Regions from separate parts of the Mus musculus genome. Here all the other regions are linked to region 2. Evidence: chromatin contacts called from public promoter capture Hi-C data. All regions are on one chromosome and are shown on one strand. The core of a region is the stretch at or near the end of the contact, and the rest is flanking DNA. Distances in the headings are between cores, read along the strand shown.

Region 1 (3,407 bases), core at 729-3,228, 2.2 Mb after region 2:
AACCCAAACTACAGATGCCAAGGCCCCGCTGGACTCTCTTCTCAGACCATAATGCCACTCCTGGGAAGAGCCCAAAGCACAGGGGCCAGCAAGTGTGTTAGCAATTTGTTATTTAAACTCTAGCCACCTACCAGTTCCTAGAAGCGGTTACAAGACATCTGGGTAAGGAGGCTCAAAAGGTAAGCTATTTCTCAGATGAATACAGAAAAAAAAAAAAGATTTATTTTCCTCAAAGAATCAGTAAACATTACTAAATTACAACTTATCTCCAGCGAGTGAAATGATACAGGTGACAGCTTTGTAAACGTGACTGACATTTGGATGAACTCACACTTAAACAAATATATAACTCTGTTGGTATAGATCCCTGCAGCCCTCAAGATCATTATCACTTCAGAGCTACTTTATATGTAACGTTTTCGTACTACTGTGTAGCTGTGCCAGTGTTTATTCAACACTCCACAAAGGTCCTGTGAGTTCACTTCCCCTTCACAATAAGCCATCTCCCGAGTCTGAGAGTGGCTAAATGATTTACTTAAGCAGTAAAAAGCTCTGTTCATTTCCATTCAGTTCTAAAACAGGTTTACAGGGAAGTGCTGGGGACACAGATTAAGTGATGGGCACTGCTCGATGTGAATTCAGCCAGCCAACAGTGACTGTCTGGCTTGGTATCCTGGGTCAGAGCGAGTTCGAGGCGTTCAAGGCCTATGGAAGTGTACTTGGCTCCATGTGCATCTCCTTTGTCAAGGGAGGGTCTCCTCGCGCCGTCCCAGTCGCGGCACGCGTAGAGGCGGTTAGCAGGGGCGCTCGGGGTGGGGGTGGGGGTGCTCCTGGCCTCGCCAGCTACAGGTTCTCCTTCCCAGTCTGAGTGCGGAGGCTCCGCAGCCGACAGGGAGGAAATGACGGCGGTGGGCCCCACGTCCGGCTCGCCATTTTCTCGGTATCAAACCAGGAAGCCCCCGGCTCGCCCCTTTGTCCGCCGGCCCGGCCCTACCTTGAAGCCCTCCACCGCCTCCTCCAGGGGCAGCACGCTGTGGCCGCGGTGCTCGCGCGAGCGGTCGCACACCACGCAGATGGGCATCTGGTCCTGCTCGCAGTACAGCTTCAGAGGCTCCCGGTGCTTCTCGCACACGCCCATCTCGCCGCCGGGCCCCGACGGCCGCTCGGTGCGCAGCTGCTTCACCAGCTGGGTCACGTTGGCCAGGTGCCGGTTGGGTCGCATGTGGCGCTGCGGGAAGGTCTCCCGGCACTGCGGACACGACACGTTAGTCTCCGCGGCACCCCAGCAGCGGGCCAGGCACGCGCAACAGATGTTGTGGCCGCAGTCGAGCATCATAGGCTCCACGAAGTACTGAAGGCACACGGGGCAGGTGGTCTCCTGCTGCAGGCACTCGGCCACGCTCCCGGAGGCCATGGCGCGGGCCGGCTGGGCCGCAGGGCATGAGCCCGGAGCCGAGCTCTGTCGGAGCTCAGCGCGCTCGCTCCGCTTCTCGGCTCCGGAGCGGGGCGGGGCCTCCGGCGCGGGGATCGCAGACGCGCGCGGAGCTCTCGGGCGGCCAGACCCGTCCCCGCACAGCTGCTCCTCACCGACAGCACGGGGAGGAGGCCTGGGCCCCGGAGCCCGGCTGAGAGCCGAGCCGAGGGGAGTCGGGAACCGGGCGCCGCGGGCTGGCTCACCGGGCAACGTGGCCGCGTCGGAAGGGGTCCCGCGGCCGCGCAGACTCCTCAGGGCCGAGCGGAAGAGGTGGGCCGGGGGCGGGGCCTGGCTTCCCGCGCCGCTCTGCTCTCTCGGGGCGGGAAAGCGGGTTTCCTCTGCACAGTCCTGGGTCCCCGGCACCCAGCCCGGGAGTCGGTCGTGGCTGTCGCGTGCAGTGGGAGCAGAGTGTCCCCTGGCAGTGGCGTCGGGTCACTCCAAGCGTCTGTGGGCCCGTAGTCTTCTGCTGAGTTTCCTCTTAGTGGCTAGGCCTCGGCTCCTTTAAAAGTAAGATGGCTTTGCATAAATGCCGGAAAGCTGGGCGGGGAGACCAGCTAGGCCCCTCCCAGTGTGACACACCCAGCTCCAGGCGTTAACAATCGCTAGAAAAGGGTTTAATCATCAGCAACTTTTCTCAGGGGCAGAAACGGAGAAGCCCAGTTCTATCTCCACCCTAAAGTAAATCGGTTTATCGTTCCGAGCCTCATTTTCTTCTCGTGTGAAATGGGGACCGATCGAATCCCGACCAGAGTGCTGACCAGACCATGAAGTCCTCCCCCATCTCCCTAGCTCTACCGTTACTAGGGAGCCACCCCACCGAGAGCCCGCTTGTGAGTCCCTAACTTCTTCTCAGGCTCCTCAGGTGCCCAGTGTCTCACTTCCTCAAGTGAGTAGCCAGACCCGACGTGTCAAAGGGCTGCCTGGCGACACACTTCTCTCTCGTCTTCCCTGCCACCTGCTGAGGAACCTACGTGGCTGTGGGTTCCTATGAGACCCTCGAAGAAACAACCCGGATTCTGCCACGTGGGCCTCATTCTCAGAACACTCCCCCACCCCCACCCCCACCCCCACCCCTCACCTCCAGCCTGGGCCCTGCGGCGCTGGGGCCAAAAATTCTGATTGTCCACTGTAGTGTTGTCCTTCTGCCCATGACGTTAATAACTCTTCTAATAAGTTCTTACTCCCAGCAATCTAGTTCAGTGCCCTCCTTGAGCTCCCATACCCTATTGCTTTCAGGAATTTTCCCCATCAAGGAGTTACACCTTTTTAAACAAACAAACAAACAAACAAACAAACCACAGCTTGAGCATAAAGATCTTTATCCGCTAGTTTAAATGAAGCACCCAGTACATCGAATGACATTGAGTAGAACCTAAAACTTGCTTGTTTCTGCCCAATCGAGAGTCCTGTGATGACCGGAGGAGGTCTTGTAGCCTGGTTTCTTATCACAGAATAGGTTTTCAGTTCTGTGCGCTGTCACTTATGCCATGGCCTTTCCTACTCTCCTTTGGGATTGACTCCGTGCCTGCCCTTGTGTTTGAGCAACAGGGAATTTCTGTATCCAGGCCATCACTTCACTGGATTCTGCTTGATTCTTCCCTATGGGACAAGAAATCCGAGGTACTTAACAAGTCTCGCTCATCCAAACCTCCATTCTCCCCACCTGCTCTTTGAAACTCCAGGCTCAAAACAACTCAGCACACTTCCAGTAAATGGTAGAATATTTGTCCTAGGCTACACTGTAGTCTACTCTGCTACAAAACTGAAGTTGAAAGGAATTGAAAGTGCCAGTCTTACTCCAGAAGGAAGAATTCAGTTTTGCAAGCCGGTGTAGAACTATGAAAAATGCAGGTGGCAGATATGTGTTCTTAGGTCATCAGTGCGGCTCTGGATTTTAGCTTTGTCATCCAGGGCTCATGCGGTCTCTGCTTTC
Region 2 (3,298 bases), core at 464-2,963:
GCTCAGCTACCTGTCTTCAATTTGTCAAAAAGACAAGCAAGACAAAGCAGTGAAAGCGGTTTACTCAATATGGTCACACTAGGAAGAGGAGTAAGTAAAGGGGTTCAACCACTAACACGACGTTCAGAATATTTTAAAGGTCATGAGATGTGCATAAGTAAGGAGTCCTGGTAGCTACAATCATAAGTAGCCCCACTCATCACAGTCAGGACTGTGTGAAATCCTGCCCTAACTCTCCCACTGGCCAAGGCCCTAGTCCTTTCCTTGTTCTCAGCAGAAGACTCCTATCACAATTCCAATCCTTTGAGTCCATTGTCTCAACACTCTTATAGCTGAAGGGGATGGCATAAACACATACTCTCCTGCAATAACATGTGTACATTTCTTCCTAATATAGCCATACACAGCTCATTCTATAGTGTGATTCGAATTGTGTTTGGTACATCTTACACTAAAAACAGTTAATAAAAAGTTATTTAAATATTAAAATTAGGGCTAGAGAGATGGCTCAGCATTTAAGACCACTTGCTCTTGCTGATGACCCTGGTTCATTTTCCAGCCAGCACTCACATGGTAGCTCATAAACCATGCATTATTCCAGTTCCAGGGGATCTGACATCCTCCTAGAGTGCGCGCGCACACACCACGTGCACATATATGCTGATAAAACACCCATACATAGAAAATAAGTCTAAGAAAAAAAACTTAAATATTTGAATGACACTGGTGGGATTTTTTGTCTTAAAATTTTAATTTAAAATAAGCTGCAGAAATTCTGCAAATTCTGAAAACAGGAATTAGTGAATTCAGAATACATAATTGCCATCCTCAGACCCTAACTCTAGAATTTAACAGCCAATCCAAGTTCTTCTCCAGACCAGAGAATTCTAGTACTCACTTCCCATGTGAGGGTTTTTGTTATATACATGTGTGTATGTGTATAGTATATATATATGTGTGTGTGTGTGTGTGTGTGTGTGTGTGTGTGTATTATATACTTATTATTGTGTATGCCTGTCAGAAGACAACTTTTACGGTTAGTTCTCTCTTTCCGCTTTTGACATTGGTCTCAGAGATCAAATTCAGGTCGCGAGGTTTTATTTAGCAAGAAGCACTCTTTGCTCCTCACTCTCGACAGAAGCCATCTCGCCAGCCTACATACATTTTTTTTTTCAAGTAGGGAAAATATTGACTGTTCTTTTTTGTTTTTTGTTTTTTTTTCTGAATCTGTCTTCAGCCTAGAATCGCAATCAGAAAGGACAGAAATCCTTTCAACACGGTTTCCCCGCAGCTTTCTCCAGCAATAAGGCCACGCCGCCGCTGCCTATTCAAAGCTTCTCATAGTTTGCTGGCATGAGTGACAGCACCAAAGAGCCTTTGTAATTCTCCACTTCTCCGGCTTTTCAAGGTATTTAAAACCGAGTCCGCTGCATCTATCCTTGAGACACTACTCCTAACTCTTGATTTGAACAGCCGTGGAGAAAGAAAACAGAAGTTCAGAGCCGCAGTACCGGGCGCAGGGCACGGTTTCAATTCAGTGGGTACCGGAGCTGCTGCAGTCCCAAATTCCAGGAGCTGAAAAGGTAGTTGTCGGACGCGAAAGAGCCAGGGCGCAGGCGCGCTCAGGTTCCGCCCATTTCGGGAGGTCCGGTGCTTATTGGCCCGGAATCCCGGTGCAGCCCTATGAGGGGTAGTTACGTGCCTCGGGGCGTGGCTACGCCTCCCTGTCCTTGCTGGTGAGAGCGGTTTGTCTTGGCCTTGTGGTGTGCGGGGACCGCTTCTCCAGGTTGGTATCCGGCGGTTGGCTTGCCGACCTCTCAGCATCTCGGCCCACTCTCCTTCCCTAGGAGACCGTGGGACCGAATCGGCCATCGCCGAGTGCTCGGCCCCGGAAGCTCCGGCTTGAGGGTCCAGTCACCGGAAGTGCCGCCCTGGGCGGCGGAGTAAGCGTTCAGCGGGTCCTCGAGGTCCTTGGCCGTGAGAGGGGTCCGGGCCAGGCGCGGCGCCCTTCTTGTCGCTGTCAACGAAAAGTTGGGAGGAGAAACCTGTGAGACTGTCCTGGAGGTAGTAATGGAGCCAGGCTCGAATGCAGTCTGGAGCCTTCCTGAATGTCTAGACAACCATGGGCACTGGGGGGACCCTCCCCCAGCCTTAAGGGCGGAGATTAGTTGAGTTCCCCGGAATCTGCAGAATCTGTTTGCTCAAAGCATTCCATAGTCATTTATTTTTAGCAGCCTTGGTCCTGTGTAACATTGCATTCATGAATCGTATTCCTACAGGTTTTAGTGCACGAGGAATGAATCCTTGATCTCAGAAGTTGAAATAATAATGCGCCTATCAGTCACCTGAGCGTTTGAGGTAGAGGTAGGAGGATAGGGAATTAAAAGCCAGTTTAAGCTGCCTAGCGATTTTGAAGCTAGCCTAAGCTACGTGAGACTCTCCCCGTCTTAACAGCAAGAAAAACAAGGCCCAGGGCTTTGTTCTGAACTTAAAAATCTCTCAGCTAGAAGAATTCTTGTTATTTTGTGTAGAGCAGGTCAGAAAGAAACGGCTTCTTGAAGGAGGAACGGAAACATTAGAATGAGCAAAATTTTGCTGAAGGATGATGTCAGGATTGGAGAGTGCATGGGACATTATTTAAATGGCCTACTGTTAAAAGGAAAAATGTAAGCTTTGCAGTCATGCTCATTCAACATTGCTGCTTTTTTCCTCTAGGAGAGGGAAGAATTAAATATTATGAGTACTTCTGGATTAGAGACCTTGTGGATCTGAAAAAAATAAATCGTTGGGTTCTTGTTAAGGTAAGTGGCATACATCTGTTTCTATATAAATGTGAATTTTGGAGTAGGGATGGGACAAGAAAGAAGGTAAAACATACTTGGGAAAAGGAAAAGGGTCTTTCTGGTGACTAACATAGTGGCCCTTTGATAACCTTTCAGTACACCTATTTTTCTAACAGGCATACACAGCAGATTTGCAACAATTGTCCTTCTTTTGATTTACCATACAAAGAAGGCAGTGTGCCCAATGCTCAGACAGGCTCTAGGATGGATATTTAAACCTGGCTCTGTTACTTAACTGCCTGTGAGTTCTTGTGTAATTAGGTAACTGTCATAGCAACAGGTTTTCTATCAGTAAGATGGTGGTAATATTTGATTTTACAGTGTTCTTGGGAGGATTAAATGTCCATAATCCATGTAATCAATGAAAATTGAGGCAACCCCTGGTCTGAGGCTGTACAGCAAGTATGGTTTTTAAGACAATACGTTAAATACTTACTGTTTGATCATCCCATATA
Region 3 (3,468 bases), core at 206-2,705, 2.1 Mb after region 2:
TTTTGCTGGCTATAGAGAACAAAGAGCTTCTTTCTAGCTGTATTTTTAGAGATCAGGGAAACAAGCTTGGGGAATGACCAGGGGCTTTACCTTCTAGGGAGAAATGCTCTAAGTCGGGGTCTCACAGAAGGAGCTCCTAACAACAGATAGGGATTTTCTCTTTGGACTTGCAGGAAAACAGAGAAGCAGCTGCAGCTGCAAGGCACAGGTTACACAGTATTCTAGGAAAGAGAACCAAGGGGCCCTCTTGGGTTTGGAGGCACTCAAGAGAAAGGCAGACTAGCTCAGTAGAATGACACATAGAGACTTCTAAAGAGCTAGTAGTTTAGTTGTAGGATCGGGCTTGTAAATAGATACTTTGTATATAGTTAAGAAAATAAAGTTATCTCGGTGAGCTAGCAGGGTTTTACCTCAATTTACATCTCTGGTGTCGTGTCCTTATTGGTATAAATATTAATTTACACCCAAGTTCTCACATGGCTAGGCAAATGTTCTGACTCTAGGCCTTATCCCCCAACTCGTGTTTACCTTCCAGGGACATGGCAGAAAGAAATGAAGGAGCTGAGCTTGGAAGGCGGATACAGTCCCTGCTTCTAATCGAAAACAAAACAAAACCCCAAGAGCAGCAGATCCCCGTGGCTATTTTTCTGTTGTTATTGTTGTCGGCCAGTCCCCTTGCGTTTGTACTGGCTGTGTTGACAGTCACTCAAGCTGGTGCCAGACTCTGGGTTGAAACAGGAATGGTTGTTTACAGGAGCACATCACCAGACGCACAGTTTCACCCCAAGATGTCAAGAAGCTCCTCCTTACAACGGAGTCACAGTTCATCTTTCTTGCTGGGTGGGGTGGGGTGGGGTGGCTGAGACCTTGAGAACACACATAAGGAAGCATTTTCTTGTTTGATTCAGAAACCCCTGGTTTCCACAGCTCCTAGGGGATTTCCCAGTATCCTCTGGATGGAATCACTGGATTTTACTGCTGTGAAATATAACTCGGTAAGGGGATGCCTGGTGGGTCCATGCTAATGTGTGCCTCTGAGAAATTATGCCATGCAACAGGTCTGATATAAAGAGGGAAGGGAGGAGAATGAGATCCTGGGGAAAGGGCAGTGGCAGACAAGTGGACAGGTAGACAGGCAGATAGACCAGACCGGAGCAGAGCTATGAGGGCAGGGCGGGGTGGGGAAGGGGGTGTGCAGAGAAGGACAGAAAGGCTTCAGCCACAGAGCAGATGAACTTGCCAGCAAGTGTGAAGACAAACAAACAAAAAGCAAAAGCTCTCATCTTTCCTGTCCTTTTCTGTGAGGTGTCACCAGGAGAAGCTCAGATTTAGAGTGTATTTTCCTATCTCAAATAATCTCATCAAGAAAGTCTCCCCCGGATGTGCTCAGACGGTTGGCATTTAGTTGATTCCAGATGTGGTCACGTTAGCTACAATCCCTCCGGCTGGGAAACTAAGAGACTGTGTGTGTGTACATCATCTACTCTGACATCCGCCTAAGAGGTTCTGTGGCTCAGAGTCTGCCGCAGTTTTGTTGCTGTGATAAAACTATGACCAAAAGCAATTTAGGGAAACAGGGTTTAAGACATATTAGAAGTTAGACTCCATCATAACAGAAAGCAAGGGCAGGAACTCAAGCAGAAGCTATGTAGAAACCAGTTACTGGCTTACTCCACTTACTGTTTTGTTTTGCTTTGGTTTGGTTTGGTTTTTTTAGAGACAGGATTTCTCTGTGTAGTCCTGGCTGGCCTGGAATCCCTCTATAGACAGACCAGACTGGCCTTAAACTCAGAGTTCACTTGGCTCTGCTTCCCTAGTGCTGGGATTAAAGTCATGTGCCATCACTGCCCAGCTTCAGCTTATTTTATTATATAACCCAGGACCTTTTGCCCAGGGCTGGCACTGCAGACAATGGACTGGGCCCTCCCACATCAATCATTAATCAAGAAAGTGCCCCCAGCGACTTGCCTACAGCCAGTCTGATAGAGGCAATTCCTCAACTGAGAGTTCCTGCTTCCCAAGTCGCTTTTCTGTCAACTTAAAAAAACCTAACCACTACAAGGTCCAAATTGTGTAGGTTTAAAATAAACATTTTGTATCATGTGTTTGTGTACAGGAAATGAAAACCAGTCAGGGAACTGAGTGTTTCTGTGTGGGACATTCAGGAGCCTGCACTCAGGCCCTGGGCATCGCCCAACCCATCTCAAAGGTAGTATTCAAGGTCCTTCCAGAACCATCTTGTTGTAGTCTTTGGGCCCCCATTCCTGGCTTAATTTCTTCTTATCACTGGGTGTAAGGAGGCACTTGTGACTTCAGATCATGGAACCAGGCACCGTGGGAGACTTTAGTCAGTAGAGCTTGAATTGGGATGGGTAATATTGGAAATGCCTTTGAAAAAGAATACAGCACAGCATTTTGAATGTTAGGATAGCCTTAAGGACATTTACATCCACACAACTTCCACCCCTCACAGGGAAGCAGTAGGCCTCACACAGCCATAACCCTTTCCTTTCAAGACTGTCTAAGGCTTGAGCTAGAGTGGGGCTTAGTGGTACCTAGAGGGTCTGAGTACCACAAACAAACTGTTAACTGAAATTACAAAAACTTCTCAACCTCTCATTTCTCCTGGAAAAAGCAAAACAAAAAAGATGAGGCTGTTGAAGGATAGTCTTAAAATAAACAGAACTGGGTAACTGTGTCTCATTGGGATCAAAATTCAGTTGGGCACAATGGTATGTATTATCCTCAGGCAGACCTGTGGGCCCTATTTTTAAATCTATTTTATTGGGTTCTTATACCTACCACCCTTCCATGCCTTATTCTACCCTAATTCCTTCCAACCTCCCAACACTAGGTAGAAGAGGAAAGTTAGAGGAAAAAGTGGGTGTAGACCTCTTTAGACTACTTCCTGCTAATTAGAGTCATTGGAGTTCCTTGAGGCAAGTCCAATCTTCATGTCAGGATATCTCCAACTTCTTGTCTCTTTGTTCACAACCATTTGGCAGACTACAACAAGAGGAGGAGGAGCAGCCTTCTTGAATCGCCAAGGTCCCTCTCTGGCATTTATCCCCTCTCCACAGTCCCCAGAATTCCAAATGTAAACTGTTTCCACCTAGCAACAATTATGCCCCTACTAGAGCATGAGACAGATCATAATCACCTGCTTTGAAGCAGCCTCTTATCCCACACCTGGGATTAAAACAAAAACCCATTGACATAACATAACTGGATTTTTTAAAGATACCCAAACTCTTTACATGGTCTAGGACTTTGTCCCTTCTTTTCTTCTTCCTTAAATGTCAGAGGTAAATGTGCCCCATGAAATCTATTCCATGTATGTAGAGCCCTAACAGGAGACAGAGAAACAATGACAGTAACCAGGGCCTTTTCCCTCCTATATTGATCATATTCCTTTCACTACGCAAACTGGTGCAGTCCCCATGGCTGGAACTTGCTAATCATTTTCTC
Region 4 (3,215 bases), core at 160-2,659, 2.0 Mb after region 2:
CAAGCCCAAGGCTAGGATGTACAACGTACAAGTTCAACTCCAAATTCCCATGACACTTAAAGTCCCCTTTGGATCCAACTAAATGTCAATATGCTTTGTAAAATAGTGGTATACTTCACTTTGGCCTACAAATTCAGTCGCGCTTAGGAAAGAGGACCCCTCCCCCCTTTTTCTTACCCGGTATCCTAGTTCATCAAGCTCTCTCTCTAAATCCTCCAGCACAGTCACCACCTCCTCCACACTCTCCGGATTCTGCTCCTGCACCCAGGCCTGCAGCTCCCCTGGCAGGATGGTCAGGAACTGCTCCAGCACCAGCAGCTCCAGGATCTGCTCCTTGCTGTTCAAGTCCGGCCGCAGCCACTGTCTGCAGAGCTCGCGCAGCCGGCTCAGAGCCTCCCGGGGTCCAGAAGTTTCCTGGTAGCAAAACTGTCTGAAGTATTTTCGGAAGACGTCTCTGTTATAAGTGTTCTTTTGTAGGTTCCTATCTTGTCTGGTGGTATACTTACATTCTTCCTCCATTTTTATTTCCAAAAGTCCACCCTGGTTCTTACAGACCTTGGTATCACTAGTAGATGTCATCGTAGCTAGATAAAAGATGTATCAATCTTTCAAGTAATAACTCCTTGGTAAATCTTCTTACCCAGTGGACCTAAGGGATAAGTCATCGTTACTAACACGAACTACAATAAGCAAATACCGCCTATTCTAAGAGTTAAGTGGGAGAGTTGAAAAGCTGCCCTCCGGTTAATCTACTGTATTGACTGGATTGTACGTGGACTTTCACAAAAATAGACAAAAGTGAAAAAGATGTCAAATTGTTTCAGGACTTCAGGGAGTAAAGCTTGGGAAGAAACTTACCTCCACTTACTCCTAAAGTGAACAACAACTAACTGAAATAAACAAAAAATTTTGGAATTAGCAGATAGCGTTGGGGAAGGGCAACCGCTGCCTGGCGGGTGGGAAGTTCAACTAACAGTACCACCAAAAATAACGGAAAGAGTACAAGAGTAGGGTACGCCTGCCTTGCTGCTTTTGATTTTTTTTTCTGCGTACCTGGCACAAATCACATATACATAGTACAGTCTCCCAACTGGCTTTAGTTGGAACTTAACCACTCATAAAGGTTAGAAGTTGGGGAGGGTGCTCTGCTTTTCTCCTGCCCCTCCAGTTCTGTGACTCTAACTTAAAGTTCTGCAGCGTGCCTAGGTCCGGGCCAGCTCCGCGCCCCAGGGGGACCCATAGGCAGCCGCAGCGCAGCCCGGGTGGCCTTTCCCCCGGTTCCAAGCATCTTTCTAAGGCCGAGAGTCTAGGTAGCAGGGAGCACCCTCCCCCCGCCTGGAGCACGAGCTCGCTCACCGCGTCGCTCCTGCGCAGGGAAGGGAATCCAGCCCTCCCAGGAACCGGAAGTCATCGCGGACTCCCACAAAGGCCGGAAGCGGTGGAGCCCTGTTGCTCCCAGAGCCACTCTAGGGAGCCACGGAGTTCCACTCAGTGGTTTGTCCTTACTCTGGCAAAAGAAGTTGGGATTTTCTGTCTAATCATAGTGAGCATGCCGGTCCTTATCCGGTTTCGCGTTTGTGTTTCAGTATCACTGAGATTAGTGATGTCTCAAAGAGACATTCTTCTGGTCAATGGGAAAAAATGTATTAAAAGGATAATTTAGTAAGTTAACAGGATATTATGAACACTAAAATCAGCCTTCATAAGTACGAGTGTGAATGAAAAGACCACAGCTACAAAAGCAACAGCAAAAATACTCAGAGCTCAAGAGATGTGCCACATTTACTTGGGGCTAACTTTAAAACACTTTAAAAGCCAAATATGAACATAAATAGGAGGCAATAAGCTTTCTTGGGTAGAAAAACTCAACAAAGCAGTCAGTACTAATTAAATATGTTTGCAACTATGGTATCCCAATAAACACAACCATTTTTCTAGAATTAAAAAAAAATGTTTGTTTGTTTGTTTGTTTTAATTTAAAAGGAGAGTCCAAAGAAAAATCCCTGAAAAAGAATAGTGGTTAATGCTCTTATCATGCACCAGAACATTCTGTGTTCTGGAAGTGAAAACAAAACAACAACAACAAAAATCTCACCCTGTTCTTAGCTAATGTACATGTCGAGGGTAACCAGAAAACCAAGCACAAGCTCTCAAAGATAGTAGTAATTTATTATCGAGCAAAATACATGTAGAGTGTGGCTTAGGACATTGATTTACATAACCAGAACAAAAGAAAGTAGTAAATCAAGACAACTTTAAAAAAACAATTAGTGGAAATGTAAGTTAGGTGGTGTCTTAGTCTGGGTTTCTATTCCTGCACAAACACCATGACCAAGAAGCCAGCTGGGGAGGAAAGGGTTTATTCAGCTTACTTTTCCACACTGCTGTTCATCACTAAAGGAAGTCAGGACTAGAACTCAAGCAGGTCAGGAAGCAGGAGCTGATGCAGAGGCCACGGAAGGATGTTTCTTACTGGCTTGCTTCCCCTGGCTTGCTCAGCCTGCTCTCTTATAGAACCCAAAACTACCAGCCCAGGGATGGCATCACCCACAAGGGGTCCTTCCCCCTTGATCACTAATTGAGAAAATGCCTTACAGCTGGATCTCATGGAGGCATTTTCTCAACAGAAACTCCTTTCTCTGTGATAACTCCAGCTTGTGTCAAGTTGGCACACAAAGCCAGCCAGTACAGGTGGGTTATAGCTATCTGGAAAATTCTTAGCCTTTTGATTGGTGAAACCAAGTGATCTGTTAGTACATTTCAAAGGGATTTACCTAAAAAGCAGAAGGACATTAAGGCAGACACATGGGTGGGCAATGAATGGTTGTAAAGAGCTATATGTAACAAAAGACAATTTGTCTCTGGACCTACAACTTTAAAACTCTCCACAACTGCCGGGCGGTGGTGGCACATGCCTTTAATCCCAGCACTTGGGAGGCAGAGGCAGGCAGATTTCTGAGTTCGAGGCCAGCCTGGTCTATAGAGTGAGTTCCAGGATAGCCAGGACTATACAGAGAAACCCTGTCTCGAAAAAAAACCAAAAAAAAAAAAAAAAAAAAACCCAAACAAACAAACAAACAAAAAAACTCTCCACAACTGCCTAAGTTCTAATCATTCAATCAAGTCTTGTAGATCTAACACAAATGTGGCTGCTTTTTTTCCCTTAGGAACATCAATTCACACAAGGTAGATATTAGCAGGCCTAGATGGTATTA

What was found. Promoter capture Hi-C pulls out the DNA fragments that hold promoters and counts their contacts.
Region 1: a promoter capture Hi-C map of neutrophils shows a contact between it and region 2, with 7 times the contacts expected there. The contact joins the promoter of Trim27 here to the promoter of Zfp322a in region 2. A contact is called at or near these places in 14 of 39 promoter capture datasets (the 3T3-L1 cell line, the C10 cell line, the HPC-7 cell line and 9 more), 4 of 484 Hi-C or Micro-C datasets (CD4 T cells, olfactory sensory neurons, regulatory T cells and 1 more), 2 of 115 datasets of contacts at active chromatin or transcription factors (bone marrow-derived macrophages and stem cell-derived neural progenitor cells) and 3 of 9 other capture datasets (adipose tissue, liver and pancreatic islet).
Region 3: a contact with region 2 is called in a promoter capture Hi-C map of liver, with 7 times the contacts expected there. The contact joins the enhancer-like site here to the promoter of Zfp322a in region 2. A contact is called at or near these places in 9 of 39 promoter capture datasets (the 3T3-L1 cell line, 3T3-L1-derived adipocytes, the C10 cell line and 6 more), 2 of 115 datasets of contacts at active chromatin or transcription factors (astrocytes and kidney) and 3 of 9 other capture datasets (adipose tissue, liver and macrophages).
Region 4: a contact with region 2 is called in a promoter capture Hi-C map of pre-B cells. The contact joins the promoter of Zscan12 here to the promoter of Zfp322a in region 2. A contact is called at or near these places in 9 of 39 promoter capture datasets (the 3T3-L1 cell line, the C10 cell line, cranial neural crest and 6 more) and 2 of 9 other capture datasets (liver and macrophages).

What each region holds. Positions count from the first base shown.
Region 1 is chr13:21,178,502-21,181,908 of GRCm38.p6, reverse strand. It overlaps Trim27 (tripartite motif-containing 27), which reads right to left and starts at 1,978. Exons shown (of 8, transcript NM_009054.3): 1 at 995-1,978. The coding sequence starts at 1,414.
Region 2 is chr13:23,367,623-23,370,920 of GRCm38.p6, reverse strand. Zfp322a (zinc finger protein 322A) reads left to right here and starts at 1,713. Exons shown (of 5, transcript NM_001111107.2): 1 at 1,713-1,786; 2 at 2,716-2,801. The region is part of intron 3 of 4930586N03Rik (RIKEN cDNA 4930586N03 gene); the gene reads right to left.
Region 3 is chr13:21,235,313-21,238,780 of GRCm38.p6, reverse strand. The region is part of intron 1 of Gm32525 (a long non-coding RNA gene); the gene reads left to right. Among named protein-coding and RNA genes, the nearest start is that of n-TAagc17, 3.0 kb to the right of the region's middle. Within about 2 kb of position 1,455, at least 6 of the 459 cell types and tissues checked have an H3K27ac peak or open chromatin away from gene starts, as enhancers often do. A contact at or near this core is called in liver, where this site is marked.
Region 4 is chr13:21,361,014-21,364,228 of GRCm38.p6, reverse strand. Zscan12 (zinc finger and SCAN domain containing 12) reads right to left here and starts at 1,409. Exons shown (of 4, transcript NM_016684.2): 1 at 1,357-1,409; 2 at 178-649. The coding sequence starts at 579.